2 separate regions of the Capra hircus genome follow, and region 2 is linked to region 1. The links are chromatin contacts, called in public Hi-C maps. All regions are on one chromosome and are shown on one strand. The core of a region is the stretch at or near the end of the contact, and the rest is flanking DNA. Distances in the headings are between cores, read along the strand shown. Region 1 overlaps HIP1R (huntingtin-interacting protein 1-related protein). Region 2 overlaps ABCB9 (ATP-binding cassette sub-family B member 9).

Region 1 (7,177 bases), core at 3,206-5,705:
TCGCCTTGTGGCTCACAGGCTCAGTAGTTGCGGTGGGCAGGCTTAGTTGCCCCGTGGCATGGGGAATCTTAGTTTCCAGCCAGGGATTGAACCCACGTCCCCGGCATTGGAAGGTGGATTCTTCACCACTGGACCGCCAGGGAAGTCCCTCAGAATTTCTGTTCTCCCCTCATCTCTACCCTCGCCTTTAACCAGCGGGAAGGATCCATCCTGTCTATGTGTCGCCCCCTTCCCCCGTTGGCTGCTGTCTCCCGGGAAGGCTGCCAGGTGGGTCTCTGACCTCTGTCTCCTCTGTCCCCTCCCAGGCCATCAGCATCAGCAAAGCCATCAACACCCAGGAGGCCCCCGTGAAAGAGAAGCACGCCCGGCGTATCCTTTCTGCGGCCGTTCCTCTGGGCCCCTGGGGGAGTCGAGGAGTGTGAGGCGCACATGGGGGAGATGGATTTGAGCAGTGGGCATTGCGGATGGCCCGATGAGGCGTGGCCCCCACTGCCTGGTGCGAGCCTCGCTCGGCCCCTTCCAGACTCTGAGTCCTGCCTGGGGAAGGCCACCTATTGTCTTGGGCCATTGGGCCCAGCATGGGATGTGGGGCACGACCATGCCCTTGCTTGGCTGAGAACCACAGTGCTCAGTAGAGGGGCGGGGAGGGGGTGGGGAGGGGGCAGGTGGCCCGCCACCCCCATCTCTGCAGTCAGTCGCCTGCTCGGCTGCATGCACTGAGCCCTCACCCATGCTGGGGGCCCTGCTGCGTGCACTTGACCTTGACCTGGCAGGCATCATCCTGGGCACTCACCATGAGAAGGGGGCCTTCACCTTCTGGTCCTACGCCATTGGGCTACCACTGCCCAGCAGTGCCATCCTCAGCTGGAAATTCTGCCACGTGCTCCACAAGGTCCTCCGGGACGGGCACCCCAATGTGAGTAGCTGCTGCCTGCTGGTCCAGGGGCCCTGGCCCTCCGTCTGCTGCCCTCCCACCCCCGCGAGCACCCCCGAGTCACGTCCTTTGAAATGAGTGAGGGACTGTCCCCGAGTCTGGGTCCCTCAGCTCTGGGCTGGTTGCCCGTCCTGCCTGCTGCCCTCTCCCTCCGCCCCGCCTCGAGGGAGCGAGTGTCACCCCCTGCCACCAGCCCCATCGCCCGGAAGGCGCCGGCTCCTTCATCCTTCCCCCTTTGTCCCCACCTCGGGGCAGGTGCTGCACGACTGCCAGCGGTACCGGAGCAACATTCGGGAGATTGGAGACCTGTGGGTAGGTGCGGGGAGTGGACGCGGGGGCCTGGGGGCACGTGGGGCCCGGGGAACAGAGCCCCGGTGGTGGTGTCCTCCTCCCAGCAGAGTCAGAGCCATGTTCTCAGGCGCCACGGTGGGGGAGGAGAGAGTCAGTGCCTGAGCCTGAGCCTTGCTCTTAAGACCTGGCACAGGAAGCCCCAACACACCGCTGATGGGCCCTCCAGCTCCAGAATTCAGCCCTTCAGTCCCTGGAGGTAGAGTGCCCCTTGCTGAGTCCAGGTGAGGGGTGCAGACTCTGGGCCCCGCAGGACCATCGGCAGCTGTTGAATCTTGGGAATCTGCGTGTTCAGCAGGCTCCCCAAAGATTCTCATCCACAGTTAGGTCTCAGAGCCCCCAGGACCATGTGTTCTATCTAGGTCTGCTCCACAATCAGGAATCAGGCATGTCCCCCAGGCAGAGAGAGGGCCCCTGGCCTTATTTGTCCTCCAGGAGCATGGCTGGGGCTGCATCAGCCATGCGGGGGGCCAGGCAGCCCTCTGGAACTGACCAACCTGCAGTGGGGCGGCCCCTAGAAGGAAAACAGGGTCCCTGGTGCCATCTGCAGACGTGGGCCCAGCTGCTGTGGCCACGGGGGACGTGGTGCTGGGAGGCGGCGGCGGGGAGGGTGTGTGTACACACCCATCGGAATGTAGCTCCCTGGCTGCCACCAGCATTTTAATAAAGTGTCCCGGCTCAGAACTGGCCTCTTGCCTGGACAAAGAGCTCTTTTGTCACAAGAGTCTCTCTGGCAAGACCGATAAGGAGAGAGCAATAGGCAGGGAGGGAGCTGGCAGAGAAACTCCTTGGGGAAAGAAGGTCGGCCACCTCTGGTGGGCTGAGCGGTGTTTGTTGAATGAATAAGTGACCAGGTGGGTGCACGCAGGACTGACACTCCACTCGTGGCGTTGCATCTTGCAGCCTCGGCTTCCTTGCTGGGCCCGCGGGGTTCCCGGGCACATCCTCACCCGGGGCTTTCTCCACAGGGCCACTTGCACGACCGATACGGGCAGCTGGTGAATATTTACACCAAACTCTTGCTGACCAAGATCTCCTTTCACCTCAAGGTAGCTTCCTCAGGAGAGTCTGGGGCTTTTCCCCCTGCTCCACCACCGTGACATTGAGGAGGATGGGGTCTGTCCTGTCCCCGCCTGTCCCTGGGGGACACTCCGTACAGACGGCAGGGAAGTCAGAAGGCCCAGGGGCGGTTCCCAACGTGGGGCTCCGGCTGGACCTCCCATCCTCTCCGCCTCTGTGTCCGCAAGCAGTGCCCGGGGCAGGTGGTGGCTCCACAGGCTGGGGTCGGGGGGCTGCTTCTCCGGCCCCTTCCCTCCCTCAAAGACTGGAAGCTGCATTGGGCCAGAGCCGAGGGGGGCTGAGGTTGCGTGGGGGTGTCCTCTCCACAGCACCCGCAGTTCCCTGCAGGCCTGGAGGTGACAGACGAGGTGCTGGAGAAGGCGGCTGGGACCGACATCAACAACATGTGAGTCCCCTGGCTCCCTGGGGTGGGGGTCGTGCCCTGTCCCGGGGCCGAAGGTCATGTGTGCCCAGGAGATGAGGCTGAAGCTAAAGGGATGGGCTCACGCAGAACTGGGTGTTTCGGCTGAAGGACCACCATCTGGGTATCCATGCGAGGGTGTGGCCACAAGCATCCCTCCCGCCTGGGGGGCTGGGGGCGCGCCCCGCATCCCTCCCACCCAGCTCTTCCTCCTTCCCCTGTAGCTTCCAGCTCACCGTGGAGATGTTCGATTACATGGACTGCGAGCTGAAGCTCTCTGAATCAGGTGAGCTGCCGGGGGGACCTCAGGCGTGTAGTCCTTGGTCATGGGGCCTCCAGGTGCCCCCAAAGCACAGGGAGGAGAGGCCATTTCACCCCTGCAGGATGCCAGGCCCCCGGTGGGCATGTCCAGGGCATGGTCTGGCAGAAGGAGCCCCACTCTGTTGGCCCCGAGGTAGGAGAGGGGAGGGAAGGGTGGGGGGACCCCAGGAGCCATGTCTTCAGGTTTCCGACCACCTCCTACCCAGGGCAGTTGGTTTGGGACAGTCCCACCCGTTCTCTGCTGTGAAAGGCCTCTGAATCACTTCAGATCTCCCTGCCCAGGAACCCAGCAGCCGTAGGACAGGATATCTCAGCACCGCCGCCCCCTTCCCCCGCCACCAGGGCTGCAGAGGTGATGGTTTTGAGTGGCGGCTTAGAGACAATTTGTGGGTGACTTGGTGCGCTCTATAGGAGAGTGAGAGGCAGATGCCTTTTTAAGGGGAAGCCAGGAGTTAGAAAGAGTGGGTCCGGGCAGCCTCCTGGCACCGGTGTCTGGACCCTGCGGCCAGGTGGTGTGGGGTCGGGGGCAGCTGTCCGGAGGTGTGCCTCTCCCCGAGGGCACCCCCACCCCACGTGCCAGCATCTCCTGGAGAAACAGCATGAGGGGGAATGGGCATTCCCCACCCTGAGCTTTCTAACAGCCCCAAATGGAAACGTCCTAAACACCCCCCAGATGAGAAGTGACTGCATTGTGTTTTAAAACCCCAAATTGTATTTTACGTGTACTTAGATTTTTTTTTTTTACAAGGAAAACATACTTGGCGTGACATGTAACTAAGAATTAAGGTTTAAGTGGGTGTTGTGCCTTCCTCCTCAGCCCTTCCGTCCCGGGCGTCCTCGTATCACCCTGGAGGTTTGCAGGTTGGCCCCACCCCAGGCAAGGCGAGAGCACGCCCGGGTTAGAGGCCACCCGTCTGGAACAGTGTCCCCCATGGGCGGCCCCAGGTGTCACCTACTCATGTCTCTCCCTGCCCCAGAGAGGGCCCTGGCCTGGGGCAGCAGTACGTCTGTCTCTTTCCCTCCTGCTTGGTCCATCGGATGAAAGGATGATTCTCAGGGGCAGGGAAGATTGACCCCGGGTGCAAGTGAGGTTTTGGGGTCCCTTGGGGTTTGCAGGACCACATCCTGAATCTCCTGCTATGAGATTAGCCAAGCACAGGCTGTTCCACATCTGGGCAACCTTAGGTGTCTCAGATTCAGAGTGAGGGGGGAGCCTGTGGGTACAGGACTGTCGAAGTCGCCCGGATCCTCGGGCCTGCTGCCTGGAGGCTCTCAGGAGAAGAGAGTTGCTGGCCGAGCTGAGCTGGGGTTCGTGTGCCCCTGCCTTGATGCCACCTCCATTGGTGGGAGGCTGGGCCTCAGTCTGCAGCCGCTTCAGCGCCTGGGGTCCATCCTCACCTCGAGGAGCGCACCAGTTCCCGAGAGCCTGGGGTCGAGTCCCACTGCCCAGCAGGACTGATGAGGCCAGGAACCCAGGCCATTGCCCTGTCTTCGGGTGACAGCCAGCTGTCCTCACCGTGGTCATCCCTACTCCTGTGACCGGAGTAGGCTCCACACTGGTGTCTGCTGGTCCCCCATTCAGGCTCCTCCCGCCCCTCTTTTCTGCAGTTTTCCGGCAGCTCAACACGGCCATTGCCGTGTCCCAGATGTCCTCAGGCCAGTGCCGCCTGGCCCCCCTCATCCAGGTCATCCAGGACTGCAGCCACCTCTACCACTACACGGTCAAGCTCATGTTCAAGCTGCACTCCTGTGAGTCCCTGTGCCCTCAACCCTGCTGCCTCGGCCCTGAGGGTCAGCCGAAGCCCCAGAGGGCTGTGCGGACAGCCTGTGTTAGGGATGGGAATTGAGCAGTCTTTAAGATGTTCATTTATTATTTATAAATATTTATTTATTATTTATATAATGAGTAATAAGCCCATTTCCCATTAATAGAAATAACATATTTGTTATAGAAAAAAAAATCACTATTTTCCAAAACAAAGATTTAGAAGGGAAAGCTGCAGAGATTTACATGTTTGCAGTTCTCTTGACCGCCTGGCCTCAGTGGCCGCAGTGGAGCTTCTCCTGTGCTGCTGGGGAGGACCAGGGGGGGGTCCTGTGGTGGTTCTTTAGTGTTCAGAAGGGTCTGTGCGCTGTTCCACCGTCAGCCGTGGGCAGGCTCCAGTCCTGACGCACCGGCAGAGCCTGGCGGGCAGTGGGCTGTGGTTGAGGTTCCGCCCATCCTTCGCTCACTCAGTTGAAAGCCTGACCCCCTCACAAAGGGTCCTCCTGATGGTGGGTGGGAGCCAACCAGGTGGCAGGAGGTCTTGTCTCTAGTCTCCGATGGTTTCTAGAAGGGGGAGGAGCAAGGATGGGGCCGGAAGGGAACCCTTTGAAGTCTCAGAACGGTGAGCAGAGACGAAGCCCCCTTCAACCTTGCTGCCCCCAGGTCTCCCAGCGGACACCCTGCAAGGTCACAGGGACCGGTTCCACGAGCAGTTTCACAGGTACCGGCCCGGGCGGGGTTGAGGATGGCAAGAACGGGACTCCTCGGCTCTGGCCACGGCGCGCCGGGGCTGCGGGCCGGGTCCTGGCTCCTGACCTCCCGCCTCCCTCCCTCCCGCAGCCTCAGGAACTTCTTCCGCAGAGCCTCGGACATGCTCTACTTCAAGCGGCTGATCCAGATCCCCCGGCTGCCCGAGGTACCTGCGCCCTCCAGTGGCCGCCGCCGGGGCTGCAGCCCTCCCTGTCCCTGCGCTGGGGTTGGCGGGGGTGGGGGTGGGGGGGACGTGTGGCTGGGGGGTCGGCAGAGGGAGGGGCTTCCTGGTTGTTGGGGCGGGGAGCGCCCCGAAGCTTTAACCCACTGCCTCTGCAGGGACCCCCCAACTTCCTGCGGGCCTCGGCCCTGGCCGAGCACATCAAGCCGGTAGTAGTGATCCCCGAGGAGGCCCCTGAGGACGAAGAACCTGAGAACCTCATTGAGATCAGCACGGGGCCCCCGGCGGGGGAGCCAGTGGTGAGCGGCGCCCCCTCCCTTCCTCCTCCCTCGGTCCCCTGGGGGAGCCGGGCGGAACTCACCGAGCAAGCATTGTTGCCCGTGGCAGGTGGTGGCGGACCTCTTCGAACAGACCTTTGGACCCCCCAACGGCTCCGTGAAGGATGACAGGTGAGGGCCTGGGGAGCCCAGTGCAGTGCGGGGCGGTGGGGATGGGGACCAGCAGCCTTCAGGGAGCTGTGATCCTGAAAGACCACGGGTGGGGGACACAAGCAGGAGATGCCCAAATCCACTGAAGATAAGACCGGTGGCTGTGCCTCAGTTCCCCGAGGGCCCTGGGTGACTGAGCTTGAGCGTCAGGGCCCGCTGACCTCTGTCCCCAGGGACCTCCAGATCGAGGCCTTGAAGCGAGAGGTGGAGATGCTTCGCAGCGAGCTGGACAAGATCAAGCTAGAGGTGAGGGGCGCGGGCGGTGGGGCTGGGCCCAGGGCTGGCCGGCCTGCGGGCCCCACACCCACACCCGCGCCGCTCCTGCCTCCCAGGCCCAGCGGTTCATCGCGCAGCTGAAGGGCCAGGTCAACGCACTGGAGGCCGAGCTGGAGGAGCAGCGGAAGCAGAAGCAGAAGGCCCTGGTGGACAACGAGCAGCTCCGCCATGAGCTGGCCCAGTTGCGCGCCGCCCAAGTGGAGGGCGAGCGGAACCAGGGGCTGCGCGAAGAGGCCGAGAGTATGTGGGCAGGGCTAGGTGTAGGGCAGTGGGGGGAGCTGTTCCCGAGTTGGGGCGGTCATGGCCACGGCCTCTTCCGTCCCCACAGAGAAGGCCAGCGCTACGGAAGCCCGCTACAACAAGCTGAAGGAAAAGCACAGCGAGCTCATCAACACGCACGCGGAGCTGCTGAGGAAGGTGGGCCCCTACTCGGAGGGGCGGGAGGGGAGCCCGAGCATGGCGGAGCCCGAACCAAACCCCTCCGGTCTGTCCGTGCAGAACGCGGACACAGCCAAGCAGCTGACCGTGACGCAGCAGAGCCAGGAGGAGGTGGCGCGGGTGAAGGAGCAGCTGGCCTTCCAGGTGGAGCAGGTGAAGCGGGAGTCAGAGATGAAGGTACGTTTTGGAGCCCCCA
Region 2 (7,177 bases), core at 2,214-4,713, 87 kb after region 1:
AATAGATTTTAAAATAAAATTGAAATACTGTATGTGTATATATATACACATGTATATACATATATATAAGACATAATCCATTTAAAAAACCAACCCACTCTTCTTTTTCCATAGAGCTGCTCTTTAAAGTGGGTTAAAATAAAGTCAGACCATCTGGCTTCAAACTGGGAACCCCTACAAACATGGGGGGCAGGTCACTGAACCACTCTGAGCCTCAGCTTCTTTTTCTGGGAAATGGGGACCCAGGGAGCACTGGACCTTGTACAGGTGCTTAGGGGCATCTTCTGAAATAATCTCTGTTGCTGCCACTCTGCTCCGCAAAATTGCTGTCACAGGTTAGTGTTAGTCTCCTTGTTGGTATTATCATGTCCTTTAGAAAGAAATGCCACCTCCTGTGGACCCTGGAGAACCCCATTCAGATCCCTCCCCCTTACCTCTCCCTCCTCCCCAGGACCGCCCCCCCCCTCCCCCAGCCAGCCCCTCACCTCCATACAGTCTCCCAGGACAAACTCATAGATGATGAAGGAGATGAGGTTGCCACTGGTCATCTGCCCCGAGATGACGAGGTGGCCCCCGTAGTAGAGGATGCTGACCTGGACCACAAGCAGTGTGAGCTGCAGGGCAGACGGAAAGCGGAGTCTGACTCTCGGGGGCCCTTGACTTAGATCCACAACCCCATTCCCTCTGTCTCCCCGCCCCACAGGCTGCAGGGGAGGTGAGAGCAGCCGTGGACTCTGCACGCACAGTCACAAACTGCAAGTCCAGCCAGTGGCAGGGACGGCCTCCCACGAGCTGGTGCCCCTCTGTCACTCACACCCTCCCCACCCCTACCAGGGAGTTTTTCCCTGCAAAGGCCCCCTGCTGGAACAGGCCATGAGCCTGGTCGGGAACAAGGCTTTCTTTGTCAGGCTCTGGCATACACACCAAGCGCCTCAGCGAGGCCAAACTGGAGCTATTCGTCTCCTCCTTATTGGGAAGAGCATGGTTCAGAGAGGCTGAGTCTTCTGGCTAAGGTCACACAGCAAGCCAGGCCAAGCAGATGAGGTCAGTATTACCAGGAAGGAGGGGCTGTGTCTGGGGTGTGCTTGCCTCCCGCCCCCTCTGGTGCCCGGAGAGTGTCTGCGAGAGGAGTGGAACCTGCATACCCATGACACAACCCAGTCGGGGTCCCTATCTGCCCCTCCTCATTCCAAGCCAGCGATGCTGGGTCGGAACTAGACCCATAGCTGGACCACAGTGCCTTGGCACAAGCAGCAAGAGGCACCCTTGCTGGTGGGCAGACTGCCAGGAGACTTGGCTAGCTGGATTTTAGGCCTTTCTCCCCTCTGGCTGGGCACTTTTGAGGAGGGGTTACCCTGGGTGGGGGGAGGTCCCAGAAGGTCCTTATCCCCTTCTTGTCTGTAGATCACCGGCTCCTTCCTTGCCCTTAAATCCCAAACCCTCCTCATGCCTACCCCAGCTCTTCCCCGACAGCCCACCCTCGGGCGTGGCCAGCACACAGTGACAGGCCCCACGTGCTTCTTCTCCAGGAGGGGCTGGAACGTGTCCCCAGGGAGTGAGCCGGACGCTCTAGGACCTGCCGGGAATCTGCTCAGGTCGCATCCCCAGGTGGCCTCGGGGTGACTCCCCATCTTGGCAGGGGTGTCTTCCCAACAGGGAAAAGAAAGTTCCTGCCTGGCCACCCCACACCCAGGTGAGAGGTAAGAAGGAGTGTCCTGGGGGGACATTCACAGGAATCTACGTTTCTTTCCAGAAAGATCCTCTGAGGACAAGCAGAAAGTCAGGACAAAGTCAAGTGTCACACCAGCATGCAGGGACCTGGGCCAATGTACTGACTAAGGGGTCCTCCATCTTTGTGTCAGACCTGCCCGGGCTGGGGGCACATACCCCGCTGCCCCAGACGTAGTACATGTAGGCCGCAGCTTCCTTCCTGTTCAGCTTGTACACCTGCTGCAGCTTCCGCGAGTACACCTCCGCCTCCTCCTCCTCGTTGGCAAAGCTCCGCACTGTCTTCATGGCGCTGATGGTCTCCTCGGCCGTGCTGCTGGCTCTGGCCAGAGCACTCTGGACCTCTTTGGAGAGCCTCTATGGGTGGGAGCGGGGACAAAGAGGAGGAGACCTCGAAACAGATAGGCTCACCCTCTGCCCGAGCCCCAGGTCTCTCTGGGGCTTTCTGTCTTTAGTTGGTGTCAGATCTATGCAGGGAGTTCCAGGGACAAGGGGATGAGACCTAGCTCCCCTTCCTCCCCCATCTCCTCCTAGCGTGATTTGCTGAGCTCAGACAACAGACTCCAGCTGGGATTTGGGGGTGAGCTCCTGAGGCTCTATCTCCCGAGGGATGGGCCACTGATCGTGAAGTTATCTCTGTCTAGTATTCAGAGAAAGTTATGCATGACCATGCATAACCTTCTCAGAAAACGAGTCTCGATTTCTGATCCTGAGCTGGCATAAGAGCAGGGATGCTCTGGATGGTTGTTCAGGTTGTATACTGCACAAGAAACACTACCTATTAAGGCGGCACCATTTACATCCAGCAACATACATTAAATTATGTGAGAGACTGAAATCTAGCACAGAGATTCCAGAACTCTTAGCTGAGTTCTAGATGGTGGTGGAGGCCACGGGCTGTGAAATCTGCCCACATCGTGTGCTTATAACTGGGGATGGATGGCTGAGAAGTGGTTCCAAGAACATGACCATCGGACTGCTGCCCACAGAGTTCCGGAAGCAGTCCCTGGGCCTCGCTACGCAGGCTTTGCGACAGTTACCACACTCAGAACTTTACACCAGCCAGGAAGGCTGCCCAGGAAGGCTGCCCAGGAGGCTCCTACATTGGCATGTCTCATGACCTGCGAGTCACGCCCAGGCCATCGGAAGCACGCAGTGTACTCAGGCTCAGGCACCCTGGGAGGAGCCACACTGCCTTGAGTCATGTCTGGCTGCGGACGATGTGTGTGGCTTGTGGTGATGACTCAGTGATGGTACCCTATACATGGGGTACAGGTACGAGACCTAAATAGGGCTTGCTTGAGGCCGCACCCTTGATCCTGAAGGTGGAGCCTGAGGTGTGCACAGAGGCAGGGCTGATGTGATGCGGGGCGCTCCAGGGCTTCCTGGCCCCTCCCAGGGGCTGGCAGGAAGGCAGGAAGGGTGGGGTGGAAGGGAAACTGCTCTGACTCTAACTCATATATTTACTTTCTCTCCTCAGGGACAAAAACAGCAAGGCCAGTGGTCCAGACCTCCGGGGGAGAGGGCCCTCCTGGGTGACTGGGCTCTGCAGGAGGGTGACATAGTGGGCTGTGGGGAATGGATTCATTTAGGCGCTGGCCTTAGGTCATGGGCACTAAGAGTCCTGACCAAGTGGGGACCTCAGGGTCCAAGTGCCCTGCTCAGGAGCGCCCCTGTCCCCCTCAGGCCTGGATCACTGGGGAAGGGGCTGCCTGCACCTGCCTGCACCCACCCTGGGGCCCTGAGAGCTCAGAGGCACCCACCACTGTGGGAACCAGGAGGAAGGTGAGGCAGGGGCTTCGCTTACAGGCTGATCCTTCTGACAGCAGCACTGGGGGCAGCCGGAGGGGACTACTGCTTGCCCACCATTGCATCTTGGGTGAGGGCCTTGATCATGGGGGCCTGGGTGCCTCCACCCCCCGCCCCTACCTTGAACATACACTCTAGAGAAAGAGAGCAAACTTTGCACTCAGAGTGAAACCCAAACTTCCCACAAAGGCATATACCATCTAACCCCCCATCACCTCCCGGCTCTCTCCTCACTTCTGGTTCCGGCCTCACCAGCCTTCCTGAGGCTCCTCAAACAGGCCAGTCACGGTCCCACCTCAGGGCCTTTGCACTGGCTGTGCCCTCTGCTTGGAACGAGCTTCCCCAATATGTCCACCTCTTTACTCAAAGGCCACCTTCTCAGAAAGACCAATTTAAAATTGCAGCCTGGGACTTCCGTGGCGGTCCAGCGGTTAAGGATCCACTTGCCAATGCAGGGGACACAGATTCCATCCGTTGTCCAGGAAGATCCCACATGGCTTGCAGCAGCTAAGCCTGTGTACCACAATTACTGAGCCTGCACCCCAGAGCCTGTGCATCAAGAGGAGCCACCGCAACGAGAAGCCCGTACACCACAACCAGAAAGTAGTCCCTGCTCACCGCAGTGAGAGAAAGCCCAAGCACAGCAGTGAAGGTGCAGAGCAGCCAAAAACAAAACAAATAAAAAGTTTAAAAAAGGGTAGCGAAAGAAAGACACAACTCTAAAAATAAAACAAAACTGCAACCAACCCCAATGCTCTCTATTATGCTATTTCTTTTCATTTATCTCCTTATCTCCTCCAACTTTTATTGTATTATATCTCTAGTCGTTAAGTCGTGTCCGACTCTTGTGACCCCATGGACTGCCAAGGGGCAGCCTGGCAGGCTCCTCTGTCCATGGGATTCTCCAGGCAAGAATACTGGAGTGGGTTGCCATTTCCTCCTCCAGGGGATCTTCCCGACCCAGGAATTGAACCCGGGTCTCCTGCATTGCAGGTAGATTCTTTACCGACTGAGCTATGACTGTGTTATATATTTCCATCATTGTCATTGTTGCTATTTATCGGCTGGCTCTATTAGAATATAAGCTCCATGGGGACAGGGGTCCTGTCTGATTATCGAATGAGTGAACGCAAACTCAGTTTTAAGACAAGTCCCTCATTAGCCCCCAGTGGCCCTCTGAGCCCATCCTAAGGGGTCATTTGAGAGCTGCTGGTGGGGAGACCCCAGTGGGGATCAGGCGGGGCCTACCTTGTAGTACTTGCCGTAGATGTCGGACACCATCATGATGATGGGGAAACCCATGAAGGTGACCAGGGAGAGCTGCCACGAGAGGCTGAACATGAAGACCACCACACCTGTGACCTTAACCGTGTTCCGCAGGAAGATGTTGATGTTCTGGGAGACCAGGTCGCTGACCATGGTGGTGTCCGAGGTGAGGCGGGAGATGAGGTCCCCTGGAACACAGGCCTCTCAGCTCCCTCTGCAGTAACAGGGCCGCTGAGAGCGGGGGCAAGAGACCCTTGGGGAGCTTGGACCTTCCCTGTCTTCTGGGCTGGGCTGCAGGGGGACAGGGTGAGCCAATGGCCCTGGGGGCTGCTCTGAGCCCAGCCCTTGTCACCAGCATCTGATTTCAGCTTCACATCTCCCAGAGCACAGAGGAGGAAGCTGAGGCTCAGAGAGGGGAAGAGTCTTGCTCAGCGCCGCACAGCATGGCCATGACTGAGCCAGAGCTGAACCTGTGGCCCCTCCCTGTCACTGGCAGAGGGGCCACTCCCCTCTTCAGCCTCATGGTAATAACCATCTGAGCTGTGGAAGAGAGAGGACCAGAACGCCCCTTACTGATGGCTGGATACTGGGCTAAGACCTTGACAACAGTCCCGTGGGGCAGCTCCTGTTATTGTTCCCATCTTACGGAGGAGAAAACAGAGGCTCAGGGAGGTGAACTCAGGGATGGGGCCTGCACCCAGGCTGGGCTGCCTCAGAGACTGGATCTCGGCCTCCCTGTTCTGTCCTGTCCTCCTGCCCTGCTCACCCCCACAGGCCGAGGGAGTCCTGGCCCATGTGCTTCCCACAAGCCAGTGGGAGGCGAGGCCTTGGTTGCTTCAGGGACAGGGTGGCTTGGCGAGGGTCCTAGAGTGGCCACAGCTCACAGCAAAACCTCAGACCAGCTCCCCAGGGCTCAGGGGGGCGGGAGGCCCACGCCAGCCACAAGGGGCATCCCCACCCTGAATCGGATGGCAGGGAGAGCCAGCAGGACTTGAGAGCACTGATTCACCCATTTAAATCAAAGCAGGGCAGGCCCACCTGGCCAGGCCCAGCCCCAAGTCACCCGAGGCCACCAGGAAAACCAACCTGTGCGATTCTCGTCAAAGAAGCTTGTCTCCTGAGACACCAGCGAGTGGAAGAGACAGTTACGGAGACGAATGTTCAGTCTGGCAAATATGAGGGTAAAAATGCCGCCCCGAATACCTGCGGCAAATGAGCTAATTGCAGATAAGAGATGTTATGTATAGCACGACGTCCTTCCGGCAACTGACCCCTGCCCCTCACTGCTCCCTCTCCACTACTGGCAGGCCAGGGCCTTCGCAGGGGCGAGGGACCCCAACCTTGAGCCCACTCTCTGGGGCTGGCACTGCCAGGGGGTCACCCTGTTCCCAACAGGAGCCCCCAAGGTGAGGGCACGGGGGGACTTTTACTGTGGGCGAGAAGCCCAGCTCCACCCATCAGGCCTCTCGCCTTTCCAGAATAGCACAGACAAAGCTGGCCCTTGTCTCCTGCCTGGAAAACAGCTGGGGGTGGGGTGGTGCTGAAAGGGGAACCCCGCAGACTGAAGTCATTTTTAGGGACAAGAGGGATGTGGCTCTAGGGTGGGGCTCAACCAAATGGACAGAACTAAGCCAGTGGCTGGGTTGTTGGTTACCATGGGGACCAGCTGAGGGACAGGCCTTAGCCTCCCATCCCGAGAGGCATTTCTTGGCCCTCCATGGCCCCTTTTCCTCTCAGGAGCTACCATCCCCATTCGCAACTGCAGGCCTGGTGGGTGGGGGCAGGCAGGGGTCGCTACCTGCCGATGGCCAGCACACACATGATGATGACGGCTGCGCTGAACTGCTCCATGCTTTTCTGGATGACGATGCCGTCGATGGCCCGGCCAGTGTAGTAGGGAAGGAAGGTCTCTCCTGCAGGAAACAGGGCGGGCTCGTGGGGGCGTCTGCAGCCAGGAGGGGGCTCTGGAAGCCCCCAGACTACCCTCACTGCTTACCTCACTCGTGGGGTTTTTCTCTCTCTGCAAACTCCTGCTTAGTAGCCAGGCGGGGGCGGGGGCGGGGCCGGGGGTGGGGGGCCCTCTTTTCAGAGATCAGGAACATAGAAATGTGAGTTATTCAGTCTGTACTGACTGGATCCTGTTATCAGGAATAATGGCTCCCAGACAGGGAGAACACAGACCCAGGGGGCTCCTGGGTGACAGTCATCCCCTCTGCACGAGGACTCAGAAGGCGACCCTGTTATCACCCATTTTACAGACAAAGAAAGTGGAGCCGAAAAGATGAGCTGAGGCTCATCCAGTCACACCACCAATTGACAGCTGATAGCCACCAGAGTTCACTGCTTTCTTCTCTCTGCCAGAGGGTTCAGAGTC

The links. A called contact is a pair of places that touch in the nucleus more often than the background predicts.
Region 2: a Hi-C map of blood shows a contact between it and region 1, with 5 times the contacts expected there. The contact joins two enhancer-like sites. A contact is called at or near these places in 3 of 5 Hi-C or Micro-C datasets (all in blood).

What each region holds. Positions count from the first base shown.
Region 1 is chr17:18,539,601-18,546,777 of ARS1.2, forward strand. HIP1R (huntingtin-interacting protein 1-related protein) reads left to right here. Exons shown (of 32, transcript XM_018061333.1): 2 at 306-369; 3 at 774-916; 4 at 1,190-1,246; 5 at 2,251-2,331; 6 at 2,671-2,747; 7 at 2,987-3,048; 8 at 4,692-4,832; 9 at 5,512-5,569; 10 at 5,689-5,764; 11 at 5,938-6,078; 12 at 6,167-6,228; 13 at 6,441-6,513; 14 at 6,600-6,783; 15 at 6,872-6,960; 1 more. Among named protein-coding and RNA genes, the nearest start is that of HIP1R, 18 kb to the left of the region's middle. Within about 2 kb of position 4,456, at least 1 of the 5 cell types and tissues checked has an H3K27ac peak or open chromatin away from gene starts, as enhancers often do.
Region 2 is chr17:18,627,183-18,634,359 of ARS1.2, forward strand. ABCB9 (ATP-binding cassette sub-family B member 9) reads right to left here. Exons shown (of 12, transcript XM_018061336.1): 3 at 6,602-6,716; 4 at 5,890-6,020; 5 at 4,786-4,991; 6 at 1,888-2,085; 7 at 486-614. Among named protein-coding and RNA genes, the nearest start is that of ABCB9, 15 kb to the right of the region's middle. Within about 2 kb of position 3,464, at least 3 of the 5 cell types and tissues checked have an H3K27ac peak or open chromatin away from gene starts, as enhancers often do.